Regions from separate parts of the Mus musculus genome. Here region 2 is linked to region 1. A link is a contact called in public capture Hi-C data. All regions are on one chromosome and are shown on one strand. Each heading gives the region's core, a stretch centred on a gene start, on an enhancer-like site or on the middle of the called end of the contact. The rest is flanking DNA. Distances are from core to core; before and after follow the strand shown. Region 1 overlaps Lig1 (ligase I, DNA, ATP-dependent). Region 2 overlaps Sult2a3 (sulfotransferase family 2A, dehydroepiandrosterone (DHEA)-preferring, member 3).

Region 1 (5,003 bases), core at 1,042-3,541:
CCGCCTCGGGCCACCTCAGCAGGGACTAGAGCTGGGTGTTGGTGATGGTGTCCTCCTCAAGGCCGTTGCCCAGGCCACAGGTAGGGATCCAATGAGAGGGGTCACTTGAAGTTTGTGAAAAACTTGGGACCGGGGATAAAGGTAGAGGAAGAGGCCAATGGAAGAGTACTTGACAAGGCCACAGTTTCAAGGTCTGGGCATTACAGGGTGGGGAGGCACAGCCTGTGTTGGAATAAGAGCTGTGGGATGGAGAGGAGGAGTGATGAAAACCATTGAGTTATCTTGACTACTTGCTTGTCCATCTTGCCAGCCTCCTGCTCTTACCTTAATTGTTCCAAATTAGGATTCTGATTTCAAACTTAAGCAAGGTCAAGGCACAACTCATACTTTTTAAAAGGCAGAACAATAGAAACACAATAAACAAGAGGGACTATTAGAGATCAACTAAGGATTGAACAGGCAGCCCTCTCCACTTCCATTGGCCCCATCCCACCCCATAGGTTTTAGTTCTATCTATACATGACTCCCAGTCTGGTTGTGCTCACACAGCTCCTTGTCTTTCTCAGACTGACCGTTGCTTAGGCTTTTTACACTGACCTAATGGGAGCAGGCATTTACTAGCAACGAAGCAATCTGTAGACAAGGGGGAAGTCCCCTAATTCCAGATAGCTAGAGAAATATCCAGCCAATGAATAGAGACAGGTTACTGCAGTGTCGTCTTCTACTTTCTTCCCCACTGCTGCATCTATTAAGGTCGTCAGCTGGAGTCCATCCGGGCTGAGGTAGCTGAGAAGGGGGATGTGGGGCTGGTGGCCGAGAACAGCCGCAGCACTCAGAGACTCATGCTGCCTCCACCTCCACTTACTATTTCTGGAGTCTTCACCAAATTCTGTGACATTGCCCGGCTCACTGGCAGTGCTGTAAGTAGAGCAGGGTGGCTTATCCCAACCTCCAAATGTCCCAAGACCCAGAACAAAGCCTGTGGTGGGGACTGTGTACCTTAGTGTTCGTTTGTGCTTGTGCAATTTACAGTGTCTCTTTTTGTTCTTCTCTGGAGAACCTAGCATCTCTTGGGTGTCAGGACACTTGTTAATGCTTGTTGGACAAAGGGAGAGAGGCTCATTGTCATTGCTCTCAGATTAAGACACTACAACAGGTTGTGGTGGTTGATCATGGCAGTGGCAGATTTTCCAAAGCTGAAAAATGTTCTCTGATGGTTCCTTGCCTATTCTCTACTTTGTTTAGTCCATGGCCAAGAAGATGGACATTATCAAGGGCCTTTTTGTTGCCTGCCGCCACTCAGAAGCCAGGTACATTGCCAGGTAAGCATGGGGCTCATGACAGTGGGGAGGCATATGGGTCTAGCTTATGAGCACTTGGCAGTTGCAGACACTGCACACACCCTGACTGCCCTCTCATGAGAAAAATAACAACATGACCCAGTTCTGACTTTGCATTGGAAGCCCATTTTAGTTACCTTTGTATTACTATGGTTAGACCACTTGATGGAGGAAAGGAATATTTTAGTTCATGACTTGGACAGTTTGGGTCCATCTTGGTAGGGAAGGCATGGTAGGGTTTGTGGCAACAGGAGTGTGTGGGGGAGGCTCCTCACATCACAGCACATAAGGAAGCAGAGTAAGACCAGGACCAAGACCTGTATAACCTCTTAAATAGTGACCTAGTGACCTGTTTCCATTGGGTAGGCCCCATTTCTTGAAGTTTTCACAGCCTCCCCAAATAGTATCACCAAGCTGTAGATGAGCATTCAAAGTATGAGCCTGTGGAGAGCATTTCATATCAAACCATACATGTCATGGGCTAACTATTCTCCATTGGTGATGCTGCCTAGAGAAGGATCCTTGAGTTCAAGGGTAAATTTTGTGGTTGATTATTGATGTCTGCCTGCATTCAGTATAAGCTGTCATGACAGTGGAAAGTTACTGATCTCTCTTGAAGTGTGTTCTGCCCTGTACCTAGTCTCCCCATCTAGTCTCCCAGCCACTATGTGAGATAGATCTATTATCCTCAATACAGTGGAGCTGATTGCCATGGACTGGGCCCAGTTGGCCCCCCTCAATCCATGGGAATCAGGGTCTCGGACAGATGGGCGAGAATGGGGGACAAACCGGGAGTGTGGATCTGAATGTAATGTGTCAAATAGAGCATCAAACTTTTTATACAGAAGAAAATAGGGAAGTTAGATGACACACCAGTGAGGTACCTTTATGACTCCTACACAAAACAGAGGAATGCAAACACAAAGGACTGTCAGGAACCAGCTGGAATAAAATTCAAAGTTAACCACTGGGATCAAAAGCAGCCCCACCCAAGGTCAGCTTTATCTTAGAAGTCAGGGGCTAGGGCTTTGTGCCCTTGCCTTAGTTCCTATTCTAGTCTGTTGTATAGTCCACCTTCCCCCTACGCCATTGTAAATTCCTGTGTATGGGTGTAACTCAGTAAGTATCTACTTTGGTTTCTCCTTAGATCACAAACTTCCTAGATAATGGTAAATTCCTGCATATGGATGTAGCTTGCCCTGAAATTTCTAACTCTGTGTAGTAGATAGTAATGTCTGATTTCTTTCACTATCTCTCTTACTATACTAGAGGCAATTCTGAATGTCACTGAATAGGCAACATTCTTACTGAATTCAAAGCCCTTGGTCGGCTCAAGGACTGCCCAGGACTGGTGAGGAATCTAACTTAGCTGTGTGTCAAATAGAGGCACTTATAATAAAGCAGTCTTAAGGGAAAGCACCCAGATCCATTTACCAACTAAAGCAAGGACATTGGAGCATTCGTTATACAGGATGCCATGGTTCGCCTCGGGACAGCGCCCAGGTTTTTGGGGCCTGTCGCGCGTGTCGCTACTGGAGTGAATGTAGCAGCTGATAGAGGTGGGGTGCAGGCAGTGTAGCGATCCAGCCTGGGCTGGGTCAGATTTTTGACTGTTACACCCACTAGCAGAGTCGGGTTCTGTTTTACCTTTTGCCTGTGACTTGCCCTCCTCAAGCCTATACCCTCTTGGCTGTGAAATTCCTGCTTTGTTTCCCAGTGGCCATCGGTCATGGCCATCTCTGTCTGGCCCTGATATCCTTATCTTTTAGGGATTATATGACATCTTGGGTCCCTTTGAGGCTTTGTAGACTAAATATTGAAGAGGTTCCACAAAAGGTGGAGGCTGGGAGACAGGAGCAGGCAAATTGTGGTGGGCAAGATGAGAGTGGCCAGTCAACTCACAGCTGCTGTCCTATCCTCAGGTCCCTAAGCGGGCGGCTGCGCCTTGGCCTAGCTGAGCAGTCGGTACTGGCTGCTCTTGCCCAGGCTGTGAGCCTCACACCCCCTGGCCAAGGTGAGTAGCTCCGGCCCATTTTTATCCCATCACTGTGTTATCAGGGTTTCTTTTTCCCATCTATTGCCACATTCTCTTCTGAGAATGCACTTGGGCAGCCTACCTCATTCCTTGCCCTGTCACATGCCATACATCACCCTCTGTGACCCTGGACCTTTGAATTACTGAGGGGTCTTGCTCATTACTAAGCTGCTGGTTGGTCTTCTCATAGAATTTCCCACGGCGGTGGTGGATGCTGGGAAGGGCAAGACAGCAGAGGCCAGAAAGATGTGGTTGGAAGAACAAGGCATGATCTTGAAGCAGACCTTCTGGTGAGATGCAGGGTTGGGGGAGAATAATGACCAGCACATGAGGGACTGACGTGGGACTCATAATAGCAAGGGATTACGGTCTAGACCAGGATGATATGATGCTTGGTTATGAGCGGTGAGAGGCAGAGATAGCATGTGAGGACTGCAGGCACAAGATGCCCAGAGTTCCAGCCAAAGCCCTAAGGTACCCAGAGAAGAGGCTGGTGACTACTCATAATAGATATTACCAGCACAGAGAGGATTAGGGCTTTATAGTGAGCCATATATAACTTTGGCCAGCAGCTGACCTAGGACCATTAACTGACCTGGTGACCATTCCTGAGGAAAGAGGGACAGTGAGCAGTTCCATAAATGTCCCCAACCCACTTGATCTGCGCCTGACTTCTCTGGGTGCTGGGCACATAGCAGTGATGAGTTTCTCACAGATCTCCCAATGGCTCAGCCTCTGAAGCATCCACCATCTGCCAAGCTCTGTCTAACCCACTCTGCCTGGTCCCAGGCTAGCTGAATAAGTCAGCAATAGCCTTGAGTGGGACACAGTCACTGGGACATGAGCAAGGGGTAATGGAGGATGCATGCTGAGGAAAACAATCAGCATGATGTGTGGTGACTAAGAGTAGGACACCTGGTGACATGAGTTGGGGACATGGTCATAGAGATAAGTAGAGCCCAGGCATGGGCTGAGGGATCTCTATTCTTGCACTTGTATGTAGACAGAGTTTTCAAGTTAGGAGTTTATAGAAAGAACCTTCATGGGCTGGATGTGGTGGTATACACTTGAAATCCCAGTATACCCTTGGTATCTCAAGTTCTCTACCAACTTGGAATATGTAGCAAGATCCTGTCTTATAAAATCAAGGAGTGGGGTTGTGGCTTAGCAGTTGACTGCTTTCCTAGAATCTACCAGTGAGTGGCTAAGAGTGTGCTTGCCTAGAATCCACACCCTGGAATTTGCCACTGCCTGCTTAGGTCTGTCCTATCTGGGTTATGGGTATGGTATAGTCCAGCAGCAGAATATTTTCTTCATATGCCCAAGGCCTGGGTTCTACCCCTTCTTCCAGCACCATGGAAGAAAACAAAAGACCTTGTCATCTTGCTGTCTTCTCTCCAACCCATCCCTAGTGAGGTTCCTGACCTGGATCGAATCATCCCTGTGCTGCTGGAACATGGCCTGGAACGTCTCCCAGAGCACTGCAAGCTGAGCCCAGGTATCACTCCATGGGCCCTCAAAGCTGGGGCAGCTATTTTCTATGTGTGAACAACTATACCCAGACAGTTTCTGAGTACTTCTTCCCTTTGCTGAGACCCTTGTCTTTTCCCCCTCAGCTCTCTCTTGTG
Region 2 (4,853 bases), core at 911-3,410, 820 kb after region 1:
AATTTGAACCAATTATTATAGATCTCATCTTTTTTAACTTCAAAAATATTGATTTATGCACGTCTGAGTTCACGCATTCATTTTTGCACACCATATGTGGACTGAAACCCACAGACATTAAGAAAAAGGGGGTTGGATGCCCTGGGACTAGAGTTGCAGACAGTTGTGAGACACCATGTGGGTGTTGGGAACTGAACCTAGGTCCTTTGCAAGAGCAGCCAGTACTCTTAACAGCTGAGCCATCTATCTAAGTCCTCTTAGAAATTTTAAGTATTTTTGTTGGATATTTTTTATTTACAGTTCAAATGTTATCACCTTTTACAGCTTCCCACTTTCTTCCTAGAAACTTCCAATCCAATCTCCTTCCCACTGATTCAGCAAAGGTGTTTCCTGACCCAACCATCCACTCCTACTTCCCAAGGATAGCAAAAATTATTCTCAACAATAAAAGAACTTCTGGGGGAATTACCATTCCTGATCTCTAGTTGTATTATAGAGCAATAATGATTAAAAACAAAACAACAACAACAAACCCAACTGTATGCTATTGGTACAATGAAATGCTGGTAGATTAATGGAATAGAATTGTAAACACAAAATTGGACCCACACTCCTATATTCAGTTGATCTTTTGCAAAGCTTCTAAAATCATCCATTGGGAAAAAGACAGCATGTTGAACAAATGATGCTGGTTGAATTGGCTGTCATAATGTGGAAGAGTGGCTATCAATCAATTCTTATCCCCTTTTACACAGCTTAACTCCAAGTATATCAAGAACTTCCACATAAAACCATATACATTGAAACTTATAGAAGAGAAAGTGGGGAAGAATCTCAAATACATGGGCACAAGAAAAAAGTTCCTGAACAGAACACAAATGGCTTATGCTCTAAGATAAAGAATTGACAAATGGGACCTCATAAAACTGTAAAGTTTTGTAAGTCAAAGAACACGGTCATTAGGACAAAATGGCAACCAACAGACTGGGGAAAGATCTAAATGTGATAGAGAGCTAATGTCCAATATATACAAAGAACTCAAAAAGTTAGGCTCCATAGTAACAAATAACCTTATTACAAATGGGGTACAGAACTAAACAAAGAATTTTCGACTGAGAAATATGGAGTGGCCTAGAAGCACCTAAAAAAAGTGTTCAACATACTCAGTCATCAGGGAAATGAAAATGAAAATGAAACTGAGATTCCACCTCACACCAGTCAGAATGGCTAAGATCAATAACTCAGGTGACAGAGATTCTGGTGAGGATCTGGAAAAAAGGAACACTTCTCCATTGCAGGTGGGATTGCAAGCTTGTACAACCACTCTGGAAATCAGTCTGGTGGTTTCTAAGGAAACTGGACGTAGTATTACATGAGGACCCAGTTATAGCACTCCTGAGCTTATACCCAAAAGATGCTACAACATATAACAAGGATACATTGTCCACTATGTTCATAGTAGCTGTATTTGTAAGAGACAGAATTTTGAAACAAATCAGATGTCCTTCAACAGAGGAAAGGATACAGAAAGGGTGGTGCATTTACATGATGGCATAGTACTCATCTATAAAAAAAACAATGACTTCTTGAAATTCATAGGAAAATAGATAGAAATAGAAAATATCATCTTGAGTGAGGTAACTCAATCACAAAACTATACAAATGGTATGCATTCCCTGATAAGTGGATATTAGCCCAGTAGCTCAGAATAACCAAAATACAATTCACAGACCAAATGAAGCTCTAGAAGAAGAACGACGAAAGTGTTGATACTGCCATCCTTCTTAGAAGAGAAAACAAAAAAATCATGGGAGGAAACATAGAGACAAAGTGTGGAGCAGAGACTGAAAGAAAGACAATACAGATAATGCTCCATCTGGGGATCCATCCCATATTCAGTAACCAAACCAAGACACTATTGTTGATGCCAAGAAGTACATGCTGGCAGGAGCTGGATAGAGTAGTTTCCTGAGAGGCTATGCCAGAACCTGCCAAATATAGAATTCATCTCTTTAAGCTTCAGTTTCCCTAGTCAAAAATTTCCAAATCCAGATAAAACACACACATGTAACCTCCCCCAGCCTGAAGCAGGCTAAGCCAAACCTTGACCTTGCTGCCACTAAGGAGATTATCTAGGGTGGAGCCTTCCTCCCTGACCACTCTATTGTCCAGCCACTGCCACTGTTCCTCCTGCTGAAAGGCCCCTGAGCTATTCTGGAGACTACACCCTATCCTGCAAGTTATCACCTGCAGCTGCTTCCAGGCTCCAAGGATGAATTGGCGGGAATGGGCCTCCACCCCCCCCCCCCCATCCCCGAAACTTGACTTAACTCCATTCTTTCTCTTGACTGCCTAGTTTCCCCTCTCTTTTCAGCCCCGGCTTGCCTCCCAGGTGTACCCCTTTTCTTGTCAGCCGCAGGCCAACTTCCAACAGTTTGGTGTCCAACAGAATGTGGGGCCCGAGGAATGGCAGAAAAACGCTGAAGGAACGCTGCTTGGTATGGAGCTCCATGGGAATTAAAAGAAAAGAATTGTATCGGGTGTATGGTGAGCAACGGGTAAAGTGTTGCTGGAGGTGCAGAAAGATACAGGCTAAGCTTGAATCAGAGATCACCCAGCACTGGATTCACTTAGGTCAGCAGCGAATTATCAGAACTAGGAACTGATCAGGCGATTGTCCGCAGTTTTCTAAAACTGCGTTAGGCGAGAGGAAAAAGGGTTTAAATTAAATAATCAGGCAGATGTCCACAGTCAGAAGCTGCATCAGGCAGCAGAAACAGGGTCTGCAATAATAAAATGATATAGAGGAAAATGTATTGTGAAACTCTCCCAGAAGCAGAGAAAAATTCGGGGGACGCCCTGCCTTTTTCTCTCTGGCACTTACAGCAGAAGTTCTCTGCTCTCTTTGTGTTGTCTAACGTCTAGTCTAATGTCTGGTGCACGTGACCGTTCATGTGTTCAATCCATGTGAGTTCATGTCTAGTTGTCTGAATGACTGAATGTTCTGTGTTTCATGTTGGAAAATAAAGATGGCTAAAACTTTATCTGCTGCTTCAGCAAGAGACTGGCCACAGGCTTTAGCCAGGATCAGGCACAGCAGGGGAGCCACTGATGGAAAAGCTGCTCTCAAAGAAAGGGAGTTTGCAACCTCTCAGTTTTAAAGCAAATAGGCTGGTAGTTGTTCCTTCCTAAGAAAATTCTCTGCAATCATGATTATAGTGTTTAGCTAATGACAAGGTGCTTTTTGTCTTATAATTATAGCTAGAAAGTTTGAAATTCTTTGATTGATCTAAATTTATTAGACTCAGGTAGCCGCTTCATTTATTTATTTATTTATTTTACTGGTCTTAGAAATGTAATATACTCTGCGTGTCTTCATCACAAGAGTATTAGCTTATAAGTTATTGGGTATGAACAAAAAGGTGTAACACTGGTTACTAGAAAGTAAGTTTTAAATTGGTAACTCCTGTTTGGAGTCTTTCAAACATGTGGCATAATGCAGGCCAAAAAAACTAGGCCTCCTAAGTAGAGATAATATTTTATGTGATTCTTATCCTAGAAAGTAGAATTAAAGATACGTTGTCCCTTCTTAGAATTGGGAACAAAACACCCATGGAATGAGTTACAGAGATAAAGTTTGGAGCTGAGACAAAAGGATGGACTATCTAGAGACTGCCATATCGGAGGATCCATCCCATAATCAGTTGTCAAGCGCAGACACCATTGCATACACTAGCAAAATTTTGCTGAAAGGACCCTGATATAGCTGTCTCTTGTGAGACTATGCTGGGGCCTAGCAAACACAGAAGTAAATGTTCACAGTCAGCTATTGGATAGATCACAGGGCCCCCAACGGAGGAGCTAGAGAAAGTATTCAAGGAGCTAAAGGGATCTGCAACCCTATAGGTGGAACAACAATATGAATTAACCAGTACCACCACCACCACCACCTCCCCCGCTCCCCCAGCTCTTGTTTCTAGCTGCATATGTATCAGAAGATGGCCTAGCTGGCCAACAGTGGAAAGAGAGGCCCATTGGTCATGCAAACTTTATATATCCCTCAGTACAGGGGAACGCCAGGGCCAAGAAGTGGGAGTGGGTGGGTAGGGGAGTGGGGGGAGGGTATGGGGGACTTTTGAGATAGCATTGGAAATGTAAATGAGGAAAATACTTAATAAAAATGTTTTTAAAAAAGATAAGATTTAAAGCAATGTCTTTTTAATGAAGCATTGAAACTTTCACTGTCATGCATTCATAGGTATAAATTGGCAGCCAAATTTCGCAACGTGGTAGTGAAGTTTTAATGTTGATTCTAAGGTGATAAGTTGTTTTGAAATTGAGTTTTGCTTTCCCAAGGTTGTAGTTATAGTCTAATATTGCAAAAGAATCTTAAAAATTATGAAATCTGTCCTCATGGCAAGAGGAACTAAGCTCAAAACAGCCTCTTCAGGGGTTTGTGTGGCTTTCTTTTGTCTTGCAAATGGTGCCTAAGGAAGGTCTCAAAACTTGCCTCTCCTTGCCTTCAGGGAAAATTCCTTTTAGTTAAAAGAGCACCTTTGCAGATCTACCCAGATGTTGTTCTAAATAAACTTTAAATTCTAAGTTTATAAAATGTCAATCAGGCTGTAGAATTGATCAGGACATTGCAATTTGACTTGCCTACTTCATGTAAAGTTATTATAGATTTAAGAGTTTGTTTTTTCCTTTGCATCCTTAAAATTGTAAAGAGCTTGCTTCTAGTCTGCTTGTAATCACTGGAAAATTTTGCCTCTGGATATGGCTTATATAGCCTTACCTCATGTACAAAAAATTCTTTGTGTCTCTGCTTCAATACAAGAAGCTAAGAGTTTGAA

The links. Capture Hi-C pulls out chosen DNA fragments and counts their contacts.
Region 2: a contact with region 1 is called in a capture Hi-C map of embryonic stem cells, with 3 times the contacts expected there. The contact joins two enhancer-like sites. A contact is called at or near these places in 2 of 39 promoter capture datasets (hippocampal neurons and liver), 5 of 115 datasets of contacts at active chromatin or transcription factors (all in embryonic stem cells) and 1 of 9 other capture datasets (embryonic stem cells).

What each region holds. Positions count from the first base shown.
Region 1 is chr7:13,295,475-13,300,477 of GRCm38.p6, forward strand. It overlaps Lig1 (ligase I, DNA, ATP-dependent), which reads left to right. Exons shown (of 29, transcript NM_010715.3): 12 at 1-80; 13 at 754-920; 14 at 1,246-1,322; 15 at 3,263-3,354; 16 at 3,566-3,665; 17 at 4,788-4,873. Among named protein-coding and RNA genes, the nearest start is that of Lig1, 19 kb to the left of the region's middle. Within about 2 kb of position 2,292, at least 15 of the 459 cell types and tissues checked have an H3K27ac peak or open chromatin away from gene starts, as enhancers often do. A contact at or near this core is called in embryonic stem cells, where this site is marked.
Region 2 is chr7:14,112,476-14,117,328 of GRCm38.p6, forward strand. The region is part of intron 2 of Sult2a3 (sulfotransferase family 2A, dehydroepiandrosterone (DHEA)-preferring, member 3); the gene reads right to left. Among named protein-coding and RNA genes, the nearest start is that of Sult2a3, 8.1 kb to the right of the region's middle. Within about 2 kb of position 2,161, at least 7 of the 459 cell types and tissues checked have an H3K27ac peak or open chromatin away from gene starts, as enhancers often do. A contact at or near this core is called in embryonic stem cells, where this site is marked.